Linked DNA regions of Mus musculus: region 2 is linked to region 1. Evidence: chromatin contacts called from public promoter capture Hi-C data. All regions are on one chromosome and are shown on one strand. Each heading gives the region's core, a stretch centred on a gene start, on an enhancer-like site or on the middle of the called end of the contact. The rest is flanking DNA. Distances are from core to core; before and after follow the strand shown.

Evidence for each region. Promoter capture Hi-C pulls out the DNA fragments that hold promoters and counts their contacts.
Region 2: a promoter capture Hi-C map of cranial neural crest shows a contact between it and region 1, with 2.9 times the contacts expected there. The contact joins two enhancer-like sites. A contact is called at or near these places in 4 of 39 promoter capture datasets (the C10 cell line, cranial neural crest, maxillary cranial neural crest and 1 more), 2 of 484 Hi-C or Micro-C datasets (Th1 cells and liver), 3 of 115 datasets of contacts at active chromatin or transcription factors (embryonic basal ganglia, embryonic hindbrain and large pre-B cells) and 1 of 9 other capture datasets (adipose tissue).

What each region holds. Positions count from the first base shown.
Region 1 is chr8:88,264,469-88,269,322 of GRCm38.p6, forward strand. No RefSeq gene overlaps it. Among named protein-coding and RNA genes, the nearest start is that of Adcy7, 27 kb to the right of the region's middle. Within about 2 kb of position 1,878, at least 43 of the 459 cell types and tissues checked have an H3K27ac peak or open chromatin away from gene starts, as enhancers often do.
Region 2 is chr8:88,572,774-88,577,405 of GRCm38.p6, forward strand. It overlaps Nkd1 (naked cuticle 1), which reads left to right. Exons shown (of 10, transcript NM_027280.3): 4 at 1,425-1,491. Among named protein-coding and RNA genes, the nearest start is that of Nkd1, 54 kb to the left of the region's middle. Within about 2 kb of position 2,513, at least 49 of the 459 cell types and tissues checked have an H3K27ac peak or open chromatin away from gene starts, as enhancers often do.

The DNA.
Region 1 (4,854 bases), core at 628-3,127:
TCAGCATACCTTAAACACAGACTTTAGAAAGTTGATAGAATGACACTCCTGAGCCAGGGTTTTGGTTTTTTTCTTGTTTTCAAAAAGATTTATTTTATGTATATTAGTATACTGTCACTCTCTTCAGACACACCAGAAGAGGGCATCAGATCCCATTACTTGTGAACCACCATGTGGTTGCTGGGAACTGAATGCAAGAGCAGTCAGTGCGCTTAACCACTGAGCCAACTCTCCAGCCCTTGAACCAAGTTTTCTAAGAAAGTAAAAATCCCCTTTTTTTACCCACAAGATCTTTCTATGTACACTAGGATGACTTTGAACTCTGGTCTTTCTGCCTTGTTTCCTCATGTCAGGATTATAAGTGTGTACCACACCGGCTTCAGGATTACTTTCTTAGCCAAAGTTGTTTTGGGAAGTTTCTTGTCTTTGTTGTTTGTTGTTGTTGTTGTTGTTGTTGTAAGGCCAGGATCTTAAGTAGCCCAGACTAGCTTCAAACATGGTATATATCCAAAGATGATCTTGTATTTTTGGTTCCCTTGGCTGCCCCTCAAATGCTGGGATGCACCACCACATCCCGATAACTTGTTGCTAGTAATCAAAGCCAGGCCCTTGTGCATAGTAGGCAGACACGCCACAGCTGAGCTAAGTCCCCAGCCTGTCTTTTGGTTCTTCTCCTTAAATGTCACAGTGCAGCAGAGTCATCCCGAACAGCACTCCACTCCCTTTGCCATTTTCCACTTTTAAGGAAAGGAGCCTTGCTTTGGGCAACACTGGGGAGGGGGGAAGGCCAATTCTTTGATCATTTTCTACCATCTGCCTGTTAACACTCCACCTTTTAAACCAGGTGGAGTGTCAATCCCAGCACTCGGGAGACGGTGGTGGTGCACGCCTTTAATCCCAGCACTCGGGAGGTAGAGGCAGGCGAATTTCTGAGTTCGAGGCCAGCCTGGTCTACAGAGTGAGTTTCAGGACAGCCAGGACAGCCAGGGCTATACAGAGAAACCCTGTCTCAAAAAAACAAAACAAAACAAAAAAAAGCACTCCACCTTTTGTTGTTTTGTAGCTCTGCCTGTCCCAGAACTCACCATGTAGACCAGGCTGGCTTTGAACTTACATTTCAGGTTTGGGGTAAGGAGGAAGGGCTCCCCACCAGAACAACTGGATCCCAGTTATTTGAAGTAGACAGGGCCAGAGCTGCTGTGTGGTTTTTGAGGCTAAATTGGGGGGAGGGGGCGGGGACCAAAAGCCATCTGGTGGTGAGGAATTCCACAGTCTTCTGGTGCACAACAGTGTTTGAAAGCTGTTCTCCTCAGGCCACATTCTTGAGTCTTGCGGCTTGAGTCTTTGCTGGCATTCCATAGTGAGCCAGTCTGGGTTGACCAGCTTAACTAAGAGATGCAAGATTTTTGGCTTTTAATTGGGAACATTTTGCCTTTTAAGTAAAATGTTTTAAATTCCTTGTTTGTCTAAGAAGACCATTTTAAAACCAAGGAACTAGGGATCTGAAATAACCCACCTGTGTAAAACACACACTCTGTGTGTGTGTGTGTGTGTGTGTGTGTGTGTGTGTGTGTGTGTGTGTGTGTGTGTGTGTGTGTGTCTGTGTCTGTGTCTGTGTCTGTCTGTGTGACTTAATTTCATTTTATATTGTGTGTACATTTAAAGCCTGTAACATTTAAAGCATTTAAAACCTTTTGGAAGTTGTGGGATTCAGAGGAACTGCCCAAAGGATGGATACAAGTAGATGGTGCCTTTTCTTTCTTTTGTTTCTTTTAAAAAATAAAGGATGTATTTTCGTTTTTCTGTGTGAGCTTTGGCTGGTTTCTGTATGTACTGTGCTCATGCAATGCTCACCGCGGCCAGAAGAGGGCATCAGATCCCCTGGACCTGGAGTGACTGCTGTGAGCCATCTATCTTGAGTTAGGAATCCAGGTCCCCTTCAAGAGCTGTAAGCACTCTTAACCGCTGAGGCATCTCTTCAACCCCTAGAAAGATGTCTTAATGTTTAATGTTAACAATAAAAGAGAAGGAGGAGCTGATTAAAAGCTGAAGTGGCCTCTTGAAATGGAATATCCATTTTCAGAAGATTGACCACTCAGTTTCAGCTTCGTACCTCCAGCTTGCACTTAGGGCGCCAGGAATGTGGCTTTTCTTGAGCACTCTTCAAAGGACCGTAAGGGGGTTGCGCCAGGCCTCTCAGATTAAAATCCACTTCAACACCAAGTGCTTCCAAGTACCAGGCTTAACCTCGTCCCCACAGGCGAGGAGACAGGAAAGACCTGTCTGGAGTGAGGCAGAGAGCAAGGGTCTTGGGCCCTGCCAAGAAGGTGCAAAAAAGCATATATTTGGGGAGAAGGGGAAGGTGTTGTGATGCCAAGGCATTCTGAATGTCTCCCCCAACTTCTAGGGGAGCCACTTCCAAAGTGGTGAGCCACTGCCGCCACTTCTCACGTTTTAGGTTTTGAAATTAAGTGTTGACTTCCCAATACCCTTAAGTCTCTACGCCGGGGCCTCCTCTGAGTAATTTTCCTGAGTGCAGTGGTCACAGTCGCTATGACTCCAAATGGCTGTTCTTATCAGCCATTTGTGCAATACAGTGAGTGGGGCAGGGGACGTGGGTGTTGTACCTGGAATCGCATGCTCTGCGGTGAGCTACACCCTCAGTGTTTTTATTTTTCCAGAAGCGTTAGTTTAGCACCTGAGCCTAAACTCCGTGGGTGTGTGAAACCTTGCAAATCAGCCAGCTGCACCAGGTGTTTTGTCACAGTCGCCGGGTCGCCTGAGGCTTCGGGCAGGTGTGCTTGAAGTGCAGGTGTTTGCTTGCCTGAACATCCCCCTCCTCCCCTGAAGCTTGCCTTCACTTGTGCACACCACAGCTCAGCTCAGTTTCCTGGATTTCCCTCTTGGTAAAGTCTTGGCTGGGTGTCTGCCCATCTCGCTTCCTGTGCGCAGGCTGTAAATGTCTGAAAGAGCTCTGCGTTTGTGTTCAGTTGGAAGTTTTGCTGGATATAGAGTTCTGACTGGGAAACGTCTCTCAGAAGCCGAAAGCATCATTTTCAGTGTCTTTAAGAATCCCAGATTGGAAGCAGAGGCAGGCGGATTTCTGACTTCAACGCCAGCCTGGTCTACAAAGTGAGTTCCAGGACAGCCAGGGCTATAAAAAAAAAAAAAAAAAAAAAAAAAAAAAAAAAAAAAGAATCCCAGATTGGCATGATGGTTTTTCCTCTCAGAACTTTTGGGATTTCCTCCTTTCTGCCACGTTCTGAAACATTACTGTATGGACAGAGAGTCTTCTCTGTTGCAGAGGGAACTTCTCATTACCAGGGTTCCATTGGTGGCTCATAGCCTTCAGACACCTGATTTTTTTTTTTTTTTTTTTTTGGTTTTCCAGACAGGGTTTCTCTGTATAGCCCTGGCTGTCCTGGAACTCACTCTGTAGACCAGGCTGGCGTCCAAGTCAGAAATCTGCCTGCCTCTGCCTCCCAAGTGCTGGGATTAAAGGCGTGTGCCACCACTGCCCGGCGACACCTGAATTCTCATTTACTCCGATCTCTAAGGATTTCCCAGGAATTCCACATTTGTTCAAATATTGGGTGACCTGCACAGAGAGCCTCTATTTGTCTATTTTCCTTCCATATTCATGAAGGTGCGGCCAAGGTTGCTATGGAAATGTTGATAACAGGAACATGGGATGTCTGCTGGGGAAATTTGTAGGCATCCAGTAGGACAGCCCTAGAGATAGCCTATGTGAGCCACAGGAGGCAAGGCTGTAGATATGGGGGCCCCTGAGGCATCTGGAGCCTTAGGATTCACTGTGTGTCTTTTTGGGCTTGGAGCTGTCTTTTGTCCACTCGTGTGGTCATGTTGCCAATGTCCACATTTCTCTTGGCATTCTGGTCTCTGTACTCCCGCCAGAATGGCCTGCTAAGCTCTGCTTACAGCTTGCTTTATCCATCAGCACCAAACCTTTCCAGAAACTGAGTCTGAAGGCTGATGAAACCCGTGGTCAGCTTTACCACACCAGCAGCCCCACTTCTCAGTACCCATCACCTAGACAGACGTGTCACTTTTCTTGTTGCTATGGCCAAGCACCTGACAGAAGCAACTTAGTGGAACAGGGTTGTTGTGGCCCATGACTTCAGTCCGCCAGGCATGGCGGAGGAAACTGCTCACTTGGTGGTGGGGGATCAGGAAGCAGAAAACTCAGGCAAGACTAGAATCAGAGTGGATATAACCTTCAGAGGCTCACCTCCTGTACCTCACTTCTGCCAGGCAGGCCTCACAGACCCGTCTCAAACACGAGCTTGTGGGTGTTTGGTTAACTTTTCTTGAGAAGACAAATTTCTTCTTCTTCCTCTTCTTCTTCTTTCTTCTTCTTCTTCTTCTTCTTCTTCTCCTCCTCCTCCTCCTTCTTTTTTCTTCTTTTCTTCTTTCTTCTTCTTTTCTTCTTTCTTCTTTTTCTTCTTTTCTTCTTCCTCCTCCTCTTCCTCTTCTTCTTCTTCTTCTTCTTCTTCTCCTCCTCCTCCTCCTCCTTTTTTCTTCTTTTCTTCTTTCTTCTTTTTTCTTCTTTTCTTCTTTCTCCTCCTCCTCCTCCTCCTCCTCCTCCTCCTCCTCCTCCTCCTCCTCCTCCTCCTCCTCCTCCTCCTCCTCCTCCTCCTCCTCCTCCTCCTCTTCTTCTTCTTCTTCTTCTTCTTCTTCTTCTTCTTCTTCTTCTTCAAGGTTTATTTATGTGGGGGCTGGAGAGATGGCTTAGCAGTTAAGAGCATCAACTGCTCTTCCAGAGGTCCTGAGTTCAATTCCCAGCAACCACATGGTGGCGCACAACCATCTGTAATGGGATCCGATGCTCTCTTC
Region 2 (4,632 bases), core at 1,263-3,762, 310 kb after region 1:
CTGTTAACACAAACAGCCAGATTACAAGCCTGGGAAATGTTCAGTGATTATGATAATTGACAAGAAGGGGTGTGAAGAAAGTCACTAGGGTTTTAGTAAATGGGGCACCAGGGCAGGCACAGCCATGCTTCAACTACCTTGAAGAAGGAGTGTAGTGCCTAGAATGGTCTAGAGAGCTACATGCAAACAGAGAGCTTTTTGTCTCTAAAACGACAGTTGAGGCTGGAAGCCACCCTGTTGCTCTAACCATTGAGCAACCCGCTCTGTGCAGCATCCCTTTCTGTGCCTTGTCAGAACAAGCCTGGATGTTCTTTAAACATCTGAAGTGCAGAGTTTGGGTAGTTTGTATTCTGTGGAAGCTTTGCCAATGCAAAGGTTTTTGTTGTCACAATGAGGCTCTGGTAGCAGCTGCCGTGTTTGGGCTTTTTAGCTCTTACCATTTGCTGGGATTTAGAAGCGTCGTCACACCAACCACATTAGGAAATAGAATATGGCGTGCCCATCCCCGAGCTCTTTATTTTCCAAGTATTTTCCTAATGTTGGCAATGTGGTCCTTGGGATGTGAGCCCCACACTGCAGTATACGGCAATGGAGATTCACGTGTTGCTGACTGCAGTGAAGGCCCCGGGAAGTCTTGCATTAAAGGTCTTATTTAACTTTATCTAAATAATCTTAGGCTTGGAAACTTTTGGCTGAGTACCAAAAACTAGTCATTTAGTAAGCTACAGTCTAATTCTTTCTGTATCTATTCTTCTGGGACGAGTCAGGATAGTTGGAGCGGTCGTCCCTTGGCGTCTCAGACCTTTCCAAGCCTGTAGGACAGCAACATTCCCTTTGCCAGTATGACAGGATCTGAATGGCAGCTTGACAAGGCTGTGGGAAGGACCCCGGCCATGTTGGATCCCAAATCAACAGCTCATTGAGGGGATAGACCAGGCACGTGCCAAGATCAGATTAACGTCTGGGATGATGGGGTGTGGACAAGATACGGAGGTCCTAGTGAAGACCACTGGGGCCACAGCATGCAGGCCCAGGGCATTGGCGCTTTGGCCTTGAGGGTAACAGATTGATTAGAGAAGAGAGTGCAGAGGGCCCCACCTTGTTTGGAGGAAGAATCTAGACTGAGGTCTCTCTTTGGAGCCTTGCTGAGTCTGTGGCTGTGAAGTTGGCTGGACGGGAAGGACAAGGGACACTGACCTTACCTGGCGTTCCAGTGGGGGCATGGAATTGGCCTCTGTAGGTCCTGGGCAGCTCTTCCCAGGGTGCTGTGCACCGAGAAGCCACTTGCATTATCATATGACTAGGTCCTGTCTCATCTGCTCAGCCCTGTGTCCTTACCACCACCTGTGCAGTCTAGCCAGGTTGGTTCCTACTGCACCCCACACCCCCCACTGTCTTGTAACCTGCTGCTCTGTCTTCCCCAGGAACTCGTGGGTGACACTTCTAGAGAGGCTCTCGGTGAGGAGGACGAGGACGACTTCCCCCTAGAAGGTATGTGGGTTTCAGTAGCTCTGCCTATGTATGGCACTAGGGTCAGGGAAAGGCCCACAGAGCTCAGAGGGTGTAAGCAGGGGATGAGGAACCCTTCTCAGCACTCAGGGTTACATCCACACCCTGTGCTCAGGGGCTATCAGACTTCAAGAAGGCCATCACAGGGCTAACCCCCTGTCGTGGTGTCAGTCATAGTGAGTGAGTATCTGGCCTCTGCCCTCTCTTCTCCTGTCCCTTATGCAAGAACCCTCCTTTCTCCAGCAGAAACGCCTTGCTGTAGAGCTAGGGAGAGTGGCACAAACCCAACCTCTCGCCTGCTGGTTTGTTTCCGGCAGAGCCTGTGCCTTGATGCATAGATGCTTTGCAGCTGCCCACGTGACTCAGCTGACCTCCCATGACTATGACCAGCAATAGAGAGGGCTTCATCTGCCTGTTACTCACCATGGAAGGAGAGCCTGGCCAACGTTGAGCAGCCCAGGAGAGCAAGGACCCTGTCTGCCCTTTCAGACCCTTGGAAGGACCCTGGACCCAGTACCCACCAGGGGCTCTCCTGCCATTCCTAGTGCCATGGCCCAAGCCCACCCACACTAGGGCAGGGTTATAGCTGTGCATGGCAAGCTGCCAAGGGCAGATGCTTCTGAGCCCTAGTTATACACCTGCTGGGCCTAGGTTGTGACATCCCTCTATGCTCCTGGCCAGGGGAAAAAACTGGTTCCTGAATGTCATCTTTGTCTTTCTGTTGGTCAAGCTCATTGCCTCTTGGCTGTTAGAGAGCTAGCTGTTTAAGGGAGGGGAAGGGGCCTTGTGAGGCGTGAAGATGAAAAGGAGTCTCTGGCCATCCCAGGAGAGGAGGGCTTTGGCTCCTGGGTTGTTCTGTAAAGCTACCCCTAATCCCGAGTCTTAGCCGCCTTAACTGGCCAGCTGGGAGCGGAGCAGGAGATTAGGGCTGGCTTGGTGTGCAGGGCTGTGAGCTCCTTTTGAACTTGGGAAAGAACAAAGTAAACATCAGAGGTTCCAAGCTGACCGCAGGCCTGTGTGGCAGGGTGTGGAAAGCAGAGGGACCCTCCTTCTGGAGATCCAGAAGCAGCTAAGCACAGGAGGGCCAAACCCCTTGTACACTTCTGAGGTCCGTGCTCTGAGTACGCATGAGTCAGTACTGGTGTGGTGGGCAGGCCCAGGATGCATCCAAGGGGGTCCTTCATGGGCTCCCCTGACTTATGATGAGTGTCCCCTATGCCCAGGGTGCACCCCAGCCTTCTGGCTCACTTCTGTCTCAGGGACTCCAAGCAGTGTCTCTATTGACCCTGGTGCCCACTTGGCATCTGCTGCAGAAACCTAGTTTTGTAGAACCTAGCAGGCCAATGTCCCACCTAGTAAGGCTGTCAAGGCTACCAAAGTATGACCCCTCTCATTGGGCCAGGGCTCCCTCCAGGCCTTGCAAACAGAGCCCACTAGAGCTTTGTATCTGGCTAAAGAGAAGCCTGAGTAAAAGGAAGAAACTCTGGGTGCAGGGCATTCGGTTGAGGGTGCCAGCAACAGTGTCAACAGGCCAGATTCCCCCCTCCCCCTGGAGTTCCCGGAGATTGAACCACCAACCAAAGAATATACATGGAACCACCTAGCTGTTGGGGAGACTGGAGCGGGAGGGGAAGGGCTTCTCAAGGAACGGCTTCAGGCGGTTCCACTCCCTCCTCTAGGGCAGGCCCGTGGGCAAGGCTAGCTGGCAGTGCCTGAGGTCTGAGGGGGCCTCTGGGGAGCAGCAGGTGGCTGCCCTGGCTCCTCTTCCAGCTTGGGCTCCCCACAAGCTCCTCAGTCACACCTTAGTCCCCAGCACCTCTAAGCCCTTTCCACTGAGTGAACATGGCTTGGTGTCTTCCCTTCTGCTGTCCACAGAAGTGTCGCATGGACAGTGGAGGTTGTGGCTCTGCTGTGCCAGGGAGGTTTAGCTGTGTCCCCAGTGGCCAGGTTAGAAAGCTAATCTCCTTCATGGCCTTTCACATGGGGGAAGGACAGGGGCAAAGTGGATGGACCACAGCTGACTCTTACAGCTCTCTCTTTGTCCAGGGTCCCTGCCTTCTCTTCAGGCCCCAGAGTGTGAGGACCAGACACTGTTGGTAGACAGTTGCCTCCTTTGCCTGTTTCCCCTTTGCCTGTTCCCTCTCAGTCACAAGTGTTTCTAAAGCAGAATCCTGGGACGTGGGCCCAGGAGTGGCGTGTGGGAGGGCAGTGTGCATATTTGGAGGCGAGCCGGGGAATGTTTGGGGGCTCTGCTGGCCAGATCACTGCTGCTGGGAGGTGGCCTTGGTTCCCTGAAAAGCAGAGGCTCACAGCACACACTCCTTAAGCCAGGACTCCGGGCTCTTTCAGATGTTCAACCAAACTTGTTTGAACTTGAGGCTCTTGAAATTGAAAATTCTCAGATAGGATTGCCTAAAAAGGCCTGGCTGGATCTAGGAATGTAGTTGGCCACACCGTACAAGCAGATGCGCGCGCACACACACACACACACACCCTCTCACCCTCTCCATCTCTTTCTGTCCCCTGTCCCTGAAAGTCTGAGATGAGTTTTGGGGAGCATCAGGAATGTCTACCCATGAAAGGGTACATTAGTGACACTCCTGGCTTCTTTCCTGTCAGGGAGGATTACTTGGCCCAACTTCCCTCTCATCTAAATTTGAGCAATGATACAAAACTCCACCCCTAAGCTCTCTCCCCTTTGAATGCGGAATGTGTGGGGCTGTCTCAAGCAAGGCATGGCTTCTGGGTCATGGGATTCTTTGCAGAAATTCTGCTCTCACTTTTATAACCAGGAAAACTCTAGGCTTGTGAGACCTGACTATAGTGTAATGGTGTGGGTAGATAGAGGCTGTGAAAAATACATCCTTTTTCTCTTCTCTTCTCTTCTCTTCTCTTCTCTTCTCTTCTCTTCTCTTCTCTTCTCTTCTCTTCTCTTCTCTTCTCTTCTCTTCTCTTCTCTTCTCTTCTCTTCTCTTCTCCTCTCCTCTCCTCTCCTCTCCTCTCCTCTCCTCTCCTCTCCTCTCCTCTCCTCTCCTCTCCTCTCCTCTCCTCTCCTCTCCTCTCCTCTCCTCTCCTCTCCTCTCCTCTCCTCTCCTCTCCTCTCCTCTCCTCTCCTCTCCTCTC